Regions from separate parts of the Mus musculus genome. Here region 2 is linked to region 1. Evidence: chromatin contacts called from public HiChIP or PLAC-seq data. All regions are on one chromosome and are shown on one strand. Each heading gives the region's core, a stretch centred on a gene start, on an enhancer-like site or on the middle of the called end of the contact. The rest is flanking DNA. Distances are from core to core; before and after follow the strand shown.

Region 1 (4,866 bases), core at 1,801-4,300:
TGGATGTTATGTGGAACTAAGTGTGTGTGCACATCTGTGTGTGTCATGGCTCAGAGTTAGAGCAGAGGCTCCTCTGTGAGAGTCAGTTCTCTCCAGGGAGACCCCAACATTGGGCGTCAGGCTCGCAGGCGGAGCCTTTACTTACTGAGCCACTCACCGGCCTAAAATGCTGGAGTGCATGTTCTCTTTCGTCCACCCCAGCAACTGAGCCCAGTACAGAATGGCTTCTCCTACTGGCCTGCTCCTCGAAACACAAATTCACCCTAACTCAAAACTGTGAACTCCAGATGTGGTGTCTGTTAGGTACTTCATTACAGAGAAATTTGTGTAATCTCTGGGTAACCTTTTCAGACTTCAAAACCTAAACTAAATTCTAATAGAGAGCTAGCAGTCAGAAAGTCTTCCACTTTCAGAGGCAAGAAATAACCCTAGGCAGATCAGTTCCCAGCAGCCTCCTGGGCAGAGCATGAGCAGAGATGTCAGGCAGCTTTCAGCTAACCACAAAGGAACAGGTGGGAGAGGGGCCAGACCCACAATAGGAAAGAAAATACTCCAGAATCTTCTTCCTCTTCTTCTTTTTCTTCCTCTTTCTACTTTTTGTTTTGTTAAGACAGATTCTCTCTGTACAGCCTTGGTTGTTGGCCTTGAACTCAGAGATCAGCCAGCCTCTGACTCCTGAGTGCTAGGATTAAAGGTGTGTGCTATCACTGTCTGGCTGATACTACAGAATCTTAATCAGAAAAACAAAATAAAAGTCTTTTGGGCTGGGGATGTAGCTCAGCTGGAAGAGTGTCTGCTGAGGATGCACAGAGCCCTAGATTGGATCCTCAGCACTGCAGAGAGTGAGCAGCATGATGCATGCTGTAACCCTAGCCCTCAGAAGGTAAAGGCAGGGGGACTGAAAACTCAAGGTGACCCTTGGCTACATAAAGACTTTGAGGTTAGACTAGACGACACACCCTGTCTTTTTTAAAAACAACAGTAAAAACTTTTTAAAGCTTTGTATGCATGGTATTAAGAAACTCGGTCTTGTGCCTGCTAGACACTTAAGTGCTTTACCACCAAGCCATATCCCAGCCCATCGACTATATTTTTAGACAAGAGAGAAAAACAAGCCAGGGCTCACATTAGCGCATGAGGGCCTGAGCAGTTGCTAGAGGTTAAAACATATTCTACAATGACATGGGTTTGGTTCTTTCTCTTCCATTACAAGTTAGTTTTAAAATTCTAATTCCAAAGAGGTCCCTTGTATCCACCCTTCCCTGGTGAATAGTGAGTGTCTGTCTAAACTACTGCACAACGCTTTACATACTGGAGTGTCATTTCATGCAGGAGTGGGCACACGTTCCAAGCAAAGCCCTGACTCTAAGGACTACCAAGTTTGGACCATGAGGAAGGCAGAGTCCTATGATTGTTTGGATACTTTTCCCCAGAACTACAGCACCACTTTATTTATTTATTTATTCATTCATTCATTTATTTATTTATTTATTTATTTATTTATTTATTTATTTTTGAGACAGGGTTTCTCTGTATAACCCTGGCTGTCCTGGAACTCATTCTGTAGACCAGGCTGGCCTCGAACTCAGAAATCCGCCTGCCTCTGCCTCCTGAGTGCTGGGAACCACTTTATTTATTAATCTACTTATTTATCTACTTACTTATTTTATTTTATTTATTGGTGCTGTGCTTAAACCAGGAACCTTTCTTACCCATGCTAACAGCTCCAGAGAACAGACAAAGAACTGTAATGCTTCCAGGAAACCCAATTACTTTATGCTGGGCACTACTAGGCAGAGAGTGACTTGAGAGTCCCTGTCAAACCCTGATTACAATACTCCATCTGCTAACTTCTGCAGGGAGCAGGGGAGAGTAGGACTATTAAGACCTGAGGATTCAAGCCTCTTTCTCATGCAAACAGAATTAGCAATGTGACTTAGGTCTACAACTTCCTGAGGATTCTTCCGAAAGAATCAGGGGCTGTGCTCCAAATCCTGCCACTTGCCCTTCAGTTTTAGGTAGCTGAATGAATAACTAAAACATCCGCCTTCAGCAGGAACTAACTTGCACACCACTTCCCAGTGAGTCAGCCTGGGAGGAATGTCTTCCCAGAAGGTAGAAACTTCCCTGGGAGGCTCTGGAGGAAGAAGGGCTCTGGGCCCAGGTTCTGCCCTAACCTAGCACTGAAGTATGGAACATCTGTGTGGTGGGCACAGCAGCACTGGAGGCAGGCCCTCAGCTGGAAAGCATGTCCTCTAATGGGCATTCAGGCATACCTTAAAAAGATGAGAGCTTCCTGCTTAGGAGGGCAGGACCCCCATGGGCATGTAGATCAAGAGCTGTGGCCCTAAGCCAGACAGCACTGGGCTCTTTTTTGTTTGTTTGTTTTTGTTTTATCGAGACAGGGTTTCTCTGCAGCCCTGGCTGGCCTGGAACTCACTCGGTAGACCAGGCTGGCCTCAAAATCAGAAATCTGCCTGCCTCTGCCTCCCAAGTGCTGGGATCAAAGGCGTACGCCACCACGCCCGGCAGCACTGGGCTCTTAAGACTGACTGTCACCTGCAGGCTGCAGTAGAGCCGTGCTGAGCCTCACCTGCCTCAGCTGAAGATGCCTCTTACACTGTGAGACAGCGCACAAGCAAGAGCAAAGAGGGTGCCTGCTGGTTTTCACTGAGCAGCCTCCTAAATGGACTTCTGGGGGAAGACTTTATTTATTCCTTAAGTAAACAAGGATCTGGGTCTTTAGGCTCTCAGAAAGCAAACTGCTCTCCTCCTGGGATCAATGCCAAGCTCAAAACCAAAATACCTAAACAAAAATAAAAACCAAAAACAAAGAAATCCTCTCACCTGCAAAATAGTTTGGAACAACAACCACACAGAGCAATGCCTGTGTGTGGCTGTGCTGTGGCTGTCCACTCCAGTGTATTGGTAGATCAGCTGAACCTGCCTGGCTCCACGGTCACCTCAAGTTCCAAGGCCTAGCACCATCCCCCACGCTGACTGAAGAGTCACTGCAGCGGGCGAATTACTCACTTGGCATCAGGTGCAGACTACCATATTTGTCTCTGTGCCTGTGCCAAGACCTCAGCCACACTGTATTCCCGAGCACAGACTGTTCTCCTTATAGTTCCCATACTGCCTGGCAGTAACCTTATCCACAACAGAGCCAGGCTTGTTCTTAGAACAACTGGCTGATGGCCTTTAGATGTGTCCAAGTCCCAGTCTCCTTGACAGTCACACACTTATGAGTCCCCTGGCATCCGGCTCACCTCATCCAGCTGTCTCTTCGTCTCTTCTTCCATCCTCCGAATGTCATCCATAGTCAGATCAACCCATTTATCGAGCCAACAGAACAGCTGCCTGTGAAAGTTTGTAAACAGACGCTTCTCTTGCTATGAGGAGAAGGGAAACCAGTCAGAGAGCGGAGAGGAAAGGCCCCTCTGCATTCCTCCCCAGGATTCACAGTTTACTGGGTGGAGGGGAAGAGTGATGCCTCGCTGCCTTATCTGGATCACACCCAGGTCAGTGACCTTTGCCAAACTGTTTCTGGCAGGTTAGTGTTCCAGTAAGGATGGCCATCCACCTTACAGGTGAGCCCTTTGTCCCAAATACTACCAAAACAGGCTGCTCATGAGATCTGGCCAAATTCTCTACAGTCTCTGGTACCTAATGCCGGGTGGGTTATGACTAGCCAGCAGGTATAAAATGTGGCCCAAAAGTGTGATTCTAACACATGTGAGAATTAAGACGCTTAAGTCTGTCCAGTTCTGTACCCTGGGACACTTGGGAGTTTGGCTCACAGTGCCTCTTGCCTTCTGGATTAAAAAGGAAAACTTGTTTTCTGTGTAGTTCAAGCATAGCAGAGCCTTTCCTGTTTTCTTCTTTCACCTCCGTTTCTTTCCTTGTCACATGTGCTGCCCGTAGAGGGACAGAATTAAAATGTAGAACAGTATGTGCAAGGGAGAGCCTAGCGAGCAAACCCAAGACTCCAGTGCTAGTGACCGAGGAACAGGTCAGTTACTGGGACCAACTGGTCTCAGAACACAGACACATGGAAAGGCCTCATCCTGCAAACTTACCTTATGTATAAAGTTTTCCACTTTGTTCTGCAAGCCCCACCACTTGAACTTGACAGTAACCAGTTTGTATGCACACATATATGGGCAGTCTTTCTGATTGACAAGTTCTTGCTGCAGTAGAAAAACACCCAGAAGCAGGTTGGTAAGTAAAAGATCTCAGGTGGTCCGAACCCCATGCACACCCTCCTCCAAGAGGAGAGGCCCACCCACAATGTGCCTGCCCCCTGGTGGCAAGGGTGTGACTTGTACCTTCCAATTCGGGCCCAAAGGTCCGCGTCCTGTTTTGACAGATTTAAATTTTGCTGGGTCTTCCTCTGCCTTGTAATCCTGAGAATAGTGGGGATGGGGTTGGAAGAGAGGATGGGCGAAGAGGAAAGGGAGGTGAGGAGGAGGAAATGGCAAAGTTTTCATGAGAGGGCATTTCATGCCAGTTCTTTTTGTCGCTGTGAAACAGGGTGTTTCTATGCAACCCTGGCTGGCCTGCACCAGCTCACTCTGTATACGAAGCTGACCACCATGCCCAGCTACGGTAGTTCTTGAAAATGCTGGTGTGGAGTGTGGGAGAATCTTATAGACAAGATAAAGTCTGTCTGCTGGATAGTTTCTTGTTCTGTTTTGTTTTCCAAAATATACAGGAGTATGTAAACCTGGCCATTTTGGAACTCACTCTGTAGACCAGGCTGGCCTCAAACTCAGAGATCTGACTGCCTCTGCCTCCTGTGTGCTGGGTTAAAGGTGAGCATCACCTCCACTTCAGCTGTACTAAATAGTGTCATGTTAACTTGAC
Region 2 (5,362 bases), core at 846-3,345, 440 kb before region 1:
TAATAAATAAATCTTTTTTAAAAAAATAAATAACAATAAAAACAGGGATTAGGGAGATTGCTCTGTGATAAACACTGACCAAAATCAACTTGAGGAAGAAATGGTTTATTTTCATACAGGTCACAGTTCATCATCAAGGGGAGCTAAGATAGGAACTGAAACAGAGGCCATGGAGAAAACTGCTTACTGGCTTGCTCTCCATGGCTTGCTCAATTTGATCTCTTTCTTATGGAACCCGGGACCACCAGGCTAAGGGTGGCACCACCCACAATCGTCTTGGTCTGGGCCCTCTTGCACCAATCAGTAATCAAGTAAGTTCCCCACAGACATGCCCATAGGCCAGTCTGATGGAGGCAACTCCTCAGTTGAGGTTCCCTCAACTCAGGTAACTCTAGTTTGTGACAAGTTGACAAAAACTAATTAGCACGCCATGCAAGGGTGTGGGTCTGAGTTTGATCTCCATAAAAAGCACCCACATAACAGGACTAAAGATGGCTCAACATTTAAGATCACTTCCTACTCTTGCAGAAAACCTGGATTCTGGTTCCAAAACCTACTCTGGGCAGGTCATAGCACCTGTACCTTCAGTCCTGGGGCATCTGATGCCTTCTTCTGTCCTTCACAGGCACTGCACACACATGGCATGCAGATAGACAAACAGACACACAAACGTAAACATCAGTAAAGCACACTTAAAATAGGAACAAGAGTGGTCGTGTGTTCCAGCAATGGGGAGGGGCAAACAAGAGGGTCCCTGGGGTTTACTGGCTAATCAAGCTTAATCAACAAGACCCTATCTGAAGAACAAAGGTGGAAAGCAATTGAGGAAGATACTCGGTGTCTGCCTTGACCTACACACACACACACAAATATTTACTACTCCGACCTCTGAAAATACCATATAAAGTGTAAACTGTTCACAGGCAAATCAAGAACAACTCATAGTCAACTCCATCTGTGAACACTTAGGCTACATGTAAGAAGATTGTGTAATTCATTTCCATAGATCCTGCCCAGTACCAAACAAAGCAATGAGGTAGAGGCTCAACTCTTTCCCAGCTCAGTGCCCTGCCCTTGTGGTTCCTTGGCTGTGTTGACAGCCAACCCCACCCCTCACCCCCAGCCCCAGCCCTTGTCTCTGGGTCAGGAAGATTGCTAGTTAAGCATGTATTGGAATACTCATGAAGTGTCAAAGGCAGGTAGCAACATCTTGAATCTAAGTGCAATATGATTTTGTCCCCTCTGTCAGCAAGTACAGGACACTTGAGTACTCAGGCTCTGAGCTCTGGAGTGGCATGAGCAGAGGCTGGACCCTGTGCCCACAACAGTGCATCTGTTTGTGCATAGGTACTTTACAGGACCTCCATTTCCTGTCTCTGAAATAGTGCTTAGAACTACCCCATGAAGTAGCTGTGAGGGTTAAACAAAATAGAGCGGTATGTGGTGGCATACACCAGTAATCCCAGACCTTGGGGAAGCTGAGGGATTGTAAGTTTGAGGACAACCTAGGCTATAGAGCTAGATATTGTCTCAGAATAAAATAAAACAAAATTAGTAAAAATTAAACCCAGTGCCCATAAGCAAGACGCACGGCTGTCATGTAGCCAGCCCTTATTAAACACCAGCCCTGCTCACTGTAAACTTCCGAAGACCCGGACATGACCTTGTTTCTGTTTCATTGTTCGTCTGCTCTGATACCTATCCACATGCAACCTGCATGAAGACTTCTAGTCAGAGCTTGCCCTCGGCTGTCTGCCTGACCAGCTCCAGCCCGAGTCAAAAATGTTGTCTTGGAAAACTCCCTGGGAGGTTGTACGACTCAGACACCAGCTGGGCTTGACTGCAGCAGTCGGTGTTCTGAAATCCTGACCCTGGCATGTCCGGAGCACAATGCTCATTCTCTCCATCGGAAGTGGCAGAGCGAGGCCCTCACATGCCAGCTCCAGTTTCATTAGTGAATGTTTACCAGGCACTCACTCTTTGGCCTCATTACAGTGTGCCATCTAAGAGGATATGGAGTGATTAAGATCTGTGTCTGGGAGCAGCCGTAGGGTTCTCAGTTACATTTCTGTCTACAGACTTGACCAAGCCTCTGGAATCCAAAGCTGACTCATGGGAACAGTTCTGTGTTTTGTAGCCTTGCTCAGGCCTCTTGAGACTGGTGTAGTGTCTAACAGCCATGGAAGTTTGGATGTTGTCACATAAGTCCTATACCATGACTGTTTTCCTCAAATGTTCTCTTGTATAAAACAATCTCAGCTGGAGAAAGGTAGGGGCATATCTGCCACACAGCACATTCAGGAAGCAAAAGCAGGAGAGTTGTAAATTCAAGGCCAGTGTGCGCTGTGTAATATGACCCTGTCTCGAATAACAGAACAGAATCAGACTCTGGGATGTTATCTCAGGAGCAGGACGTTTGGCCAGTGTTCACATCTGCTTTTAGTTGCCTGTGAGAAGCCCATCTTCTATAGCTAAGTCTCATTTCTCATACCCCAAGCAAAGACAATAAGCAGTAATAGGTGGCTATTCACACAACTACCTGTAGAGGCTTTAAGGAAGAGTCAAGGGCAATGTGGCCCTTCAGTGGTTCCCATGTGTAGTTCAGGTTATCTGTGTAAGGTTAGCCCTGGCATCTGAACTCTGAAATCCAAGCCATGATGTAGCTAGAGGTCTGTTCACTTAGGCAGTAGGTCCAAGGAATCAAGAAATTAATAAAGGGGCCGGAGAGTTGACCCAGCGGGTAAGAGCAGTCGTTGTTGCTCTTATAGACTACTTGAACGGATAGGCTGCCTCACTCATACTCTCTCTCTCTCTCTCTCTCTCTCTCTCTCTCACACACACACACACACACACACACACACACATACACACACAGAGTATAATAAAATCAATTTTTGAAAGAAAATTAATAGAGAGATGCTTGTGGGTAGAAACACATTTTGACACACTCTGCCTTGCGTCATGGCCCTGACCCAAGCTTTAACTAAAGCTGTAGAATTCAAAGCTACGGCTGAGCCTCTTCTTCCAATAGGTGCTAGATATCTCCTAGGTTGAGGTTAGGCTTGAATATAGATGTGAGAAATAAAAAAGGAGCCCTTGCTGCTCCTTATTCTTGACTTGATTAGTACATACAGTGAGTTATTTATCTTCAGGCCCCAGAGTCCTCTTGAGCGGTTACAAGGGCACGTGGAATTGAACCGTTCCTGTATTGTAATACTCCTTGCTGGTTTGTGATTTTCAGAGAATCTTGTGGGATTTGCAGGGTCATTAATTAGTCTTACAACGGAGGTCATCTGTGACTGAACACAGCAGAAATAAAATCCATTTGCCTAAACTTACCCTAGAGAAAACAGTCTAGTGTGGTGTTGGAAAAGATGCACAGTCCTCGCTCTGCTGTTGATGGCCCCCTTGTTCCCACATCACTCCTGTCTGCGCCATGCTCACTGTCCTATTTCAATAAAAGCACTGAAACAGGCACTCTCCACAGGCCCTTCTAGTCCTTCCCCACTGCTAAAACCTCATGTTTGTCAAGTTACTTTTTCTTTCATGTGTTATCGTTATTTATTTGGTTTTGGTTTTCAAACAGTACTCTACTATGTAACCCATAGTTCCAAATAAATGCCTTCAAATAAATCCACAAACCTCCTGCATCAGCCTGCTGAAGGACAGAATGATAAGCATGCAGACCACCATGCCCAGTTTACAGCATATCTAGGGGATGGAAATACGGCTTAATGATCAAGCACATGCTTGGTGTATGTAAGATCCCAGGTTACATTCTCAGCACCATAAAAAAAGAATCTTTCTGGATATGTCCCAGTGGAACATTTTGAAACTGTACATAACATCGAACATGCCGTCTTCTAGTGTGCAGCTCACTGGCATTAAGTGTAGATGTTGCTGAGGATCTGTCATGAAGATGATCTCCAAAGTGAACCTCTGCACCATCTAACCACTGCTCCCACCATAGCCCCGTCCGTCTCTGAGTCTGACACTCTTCAAAGAAGTGCGAGAAGACAGCAGTTGTCTTTTGTGCTCTTTTAACCTAGCCTCATGTCATCAGAAATCCTTTTAAGAGTTTCACTGTTTCCAAGAATGAGAAAGTAAGAGGGTTATTCTCAGGCACATCTCTTCTATGGAGCCTTCAGAGAGCAGGGCTTCTTCATTAAAAGGAAAAGGGGCTCAGTAGTTAAGAGCACTGTCTGCTCTTTCAGAGAACCAAGGTTCAGTTCCCAGTACCCACATTGCAGCTCACAACCATCTGTAACTCAGGCAATCAGATGTCTCTTCTTTGCTCTGTAAGTTCTTGTGTGTAGCTGGTGTATGTATACACACATACACATAAAATAATTAGATATTTTTCCAAAAAGAGGCCAGGCATGGTGATGCACACCTTTAGTTTCAGCATTAGAGAATCAGAGGCAAACAGATCTCTGTAAGTTCAAGGCTGGCCTGGACTGTATGATGAGTTCTGGGTCAGCCAAAGATATATAATGAGACAATAAATAAATACATACATACATACATACATAAATACATAAATGCATACATAAATACATAAATGCTTTGTCCAAACAAATGGTAGAATTAATTATTCATCTAATAGCAAAAATTTAAACTTTAAAGTATAAATATGGTAACTGTTGAATTGATAAAAGATATTTTAAAAGTGATAATTCATGCACAGTAGCAAAATTCTAGGTGTTAGAGGTAGAGACAGGAGACTCAGAGTTCAAGATTACCCTTGGCTAAGTAGTGAGTCTGAGGCCAGCTTGAAATATACAAGATGCTGTCTCAAAAGTGCTTTGAAAGGCAAATGTTACATGTTATAAACATTTGTCAAAATTACAGTTAAGAATTATATTAGGAAGCTAGACAGTGGTGAAGCATGCCTTTATTCCTAGCACTTGAGAGGCAGAGGCAGAGGACCTCTGAGTTCAAGGCCAGCCTGCTCTATAGAGAAGGTTCTAGAACAACCAGGACTACATAAAGAAACCCTGTCTTGCAGGGCGTGGTGGCGCACGCCTTTAATCCCAGCACTCGGGAGGCAGAGACAGGTGGATTTCTGAGTTCGAGGCCAGCCTGGTCTACATAGTGAGTTCCAGGACAGCCAGGGCTACACAGAGAAACCCTGTCTCGAAAAAACCAAAAACAAAAAAAAAAAAAACAAAAAGAAACCCTGTCTCAAAAAAACAAAATAAATAAATTGATTAATAATAGTAATGATAATAATAAAAGAAAGAAAAAGAATCATTAACATGTTAATGAATACATGTTTTTAAGTATTGTACATTTCAGGATATGTACATTTTACCTCAGAGGGAAAAGAAACGAGTGGCCAGATGTGAATGCCAGGATTCCT

Evidence for each region. HiChIP or PLAC-seq counts read pairs in DNA pulled down with a chosen protein or histone mark.
Region 2: a CTCF HiChIP or PLAC-seq map of the NIH/3T3 cell line shows a contact between it and region 1, with 5 read pairs. The contact joins two enhancer-like sites. A contact is called at or near these places in 1 of 15 datasets of contacts at CTCF or cohesin (the NIH/3T3 cell line) and 1 of 115 datasets of contacts at active chromatin or transcription factors (pancreatic cancer cells).

Annotation. Positions count from the first base shown.
Region 1 is chr11:75,618,780-75,623,645 of GRCm38.p6, reverse strand. Pitpna (phosphatidylinositol transfer protein, alpha) reads right to left here. Exons shown (of 12, transcript NM_008850.2): 8 at 4,329-4,406; 9 at 4,080-4,190; 10 at 3,270-3,392. Among named protein-coding and RNA genes, the nearest start is that of Inpp5k, 9.8 kb to the left of the region's middle. Within about 2 kb of position 3,050, at least 96 of the 459 cell types and tissues checked have an H3K27ac peak or open chromatin away from gene starts, as enhancers often do. A contact at or near this core is called in the NIH/3T3 cell line, where this site is marked.
Region 2 is chr11:76,056,759-76,062,120 of GRCm38.p6, reverse strand. All of the region lies in intron 19 of Vps53 (VPS53 GARP complex subunit), which reads left to right. Among named protein-coding and RNA genes, the nearest start is that of Rflnb, 32 kb to the right of the region's middle. Within about 2 kb of position 2,095, at least 71 of the 459 cell types and tissues checked have an H3K27ac peak or open chromatin away from gene starts, as enhancers often do. A contact at or near this core is called in the NIH/3T3 cell line, where this site is marked.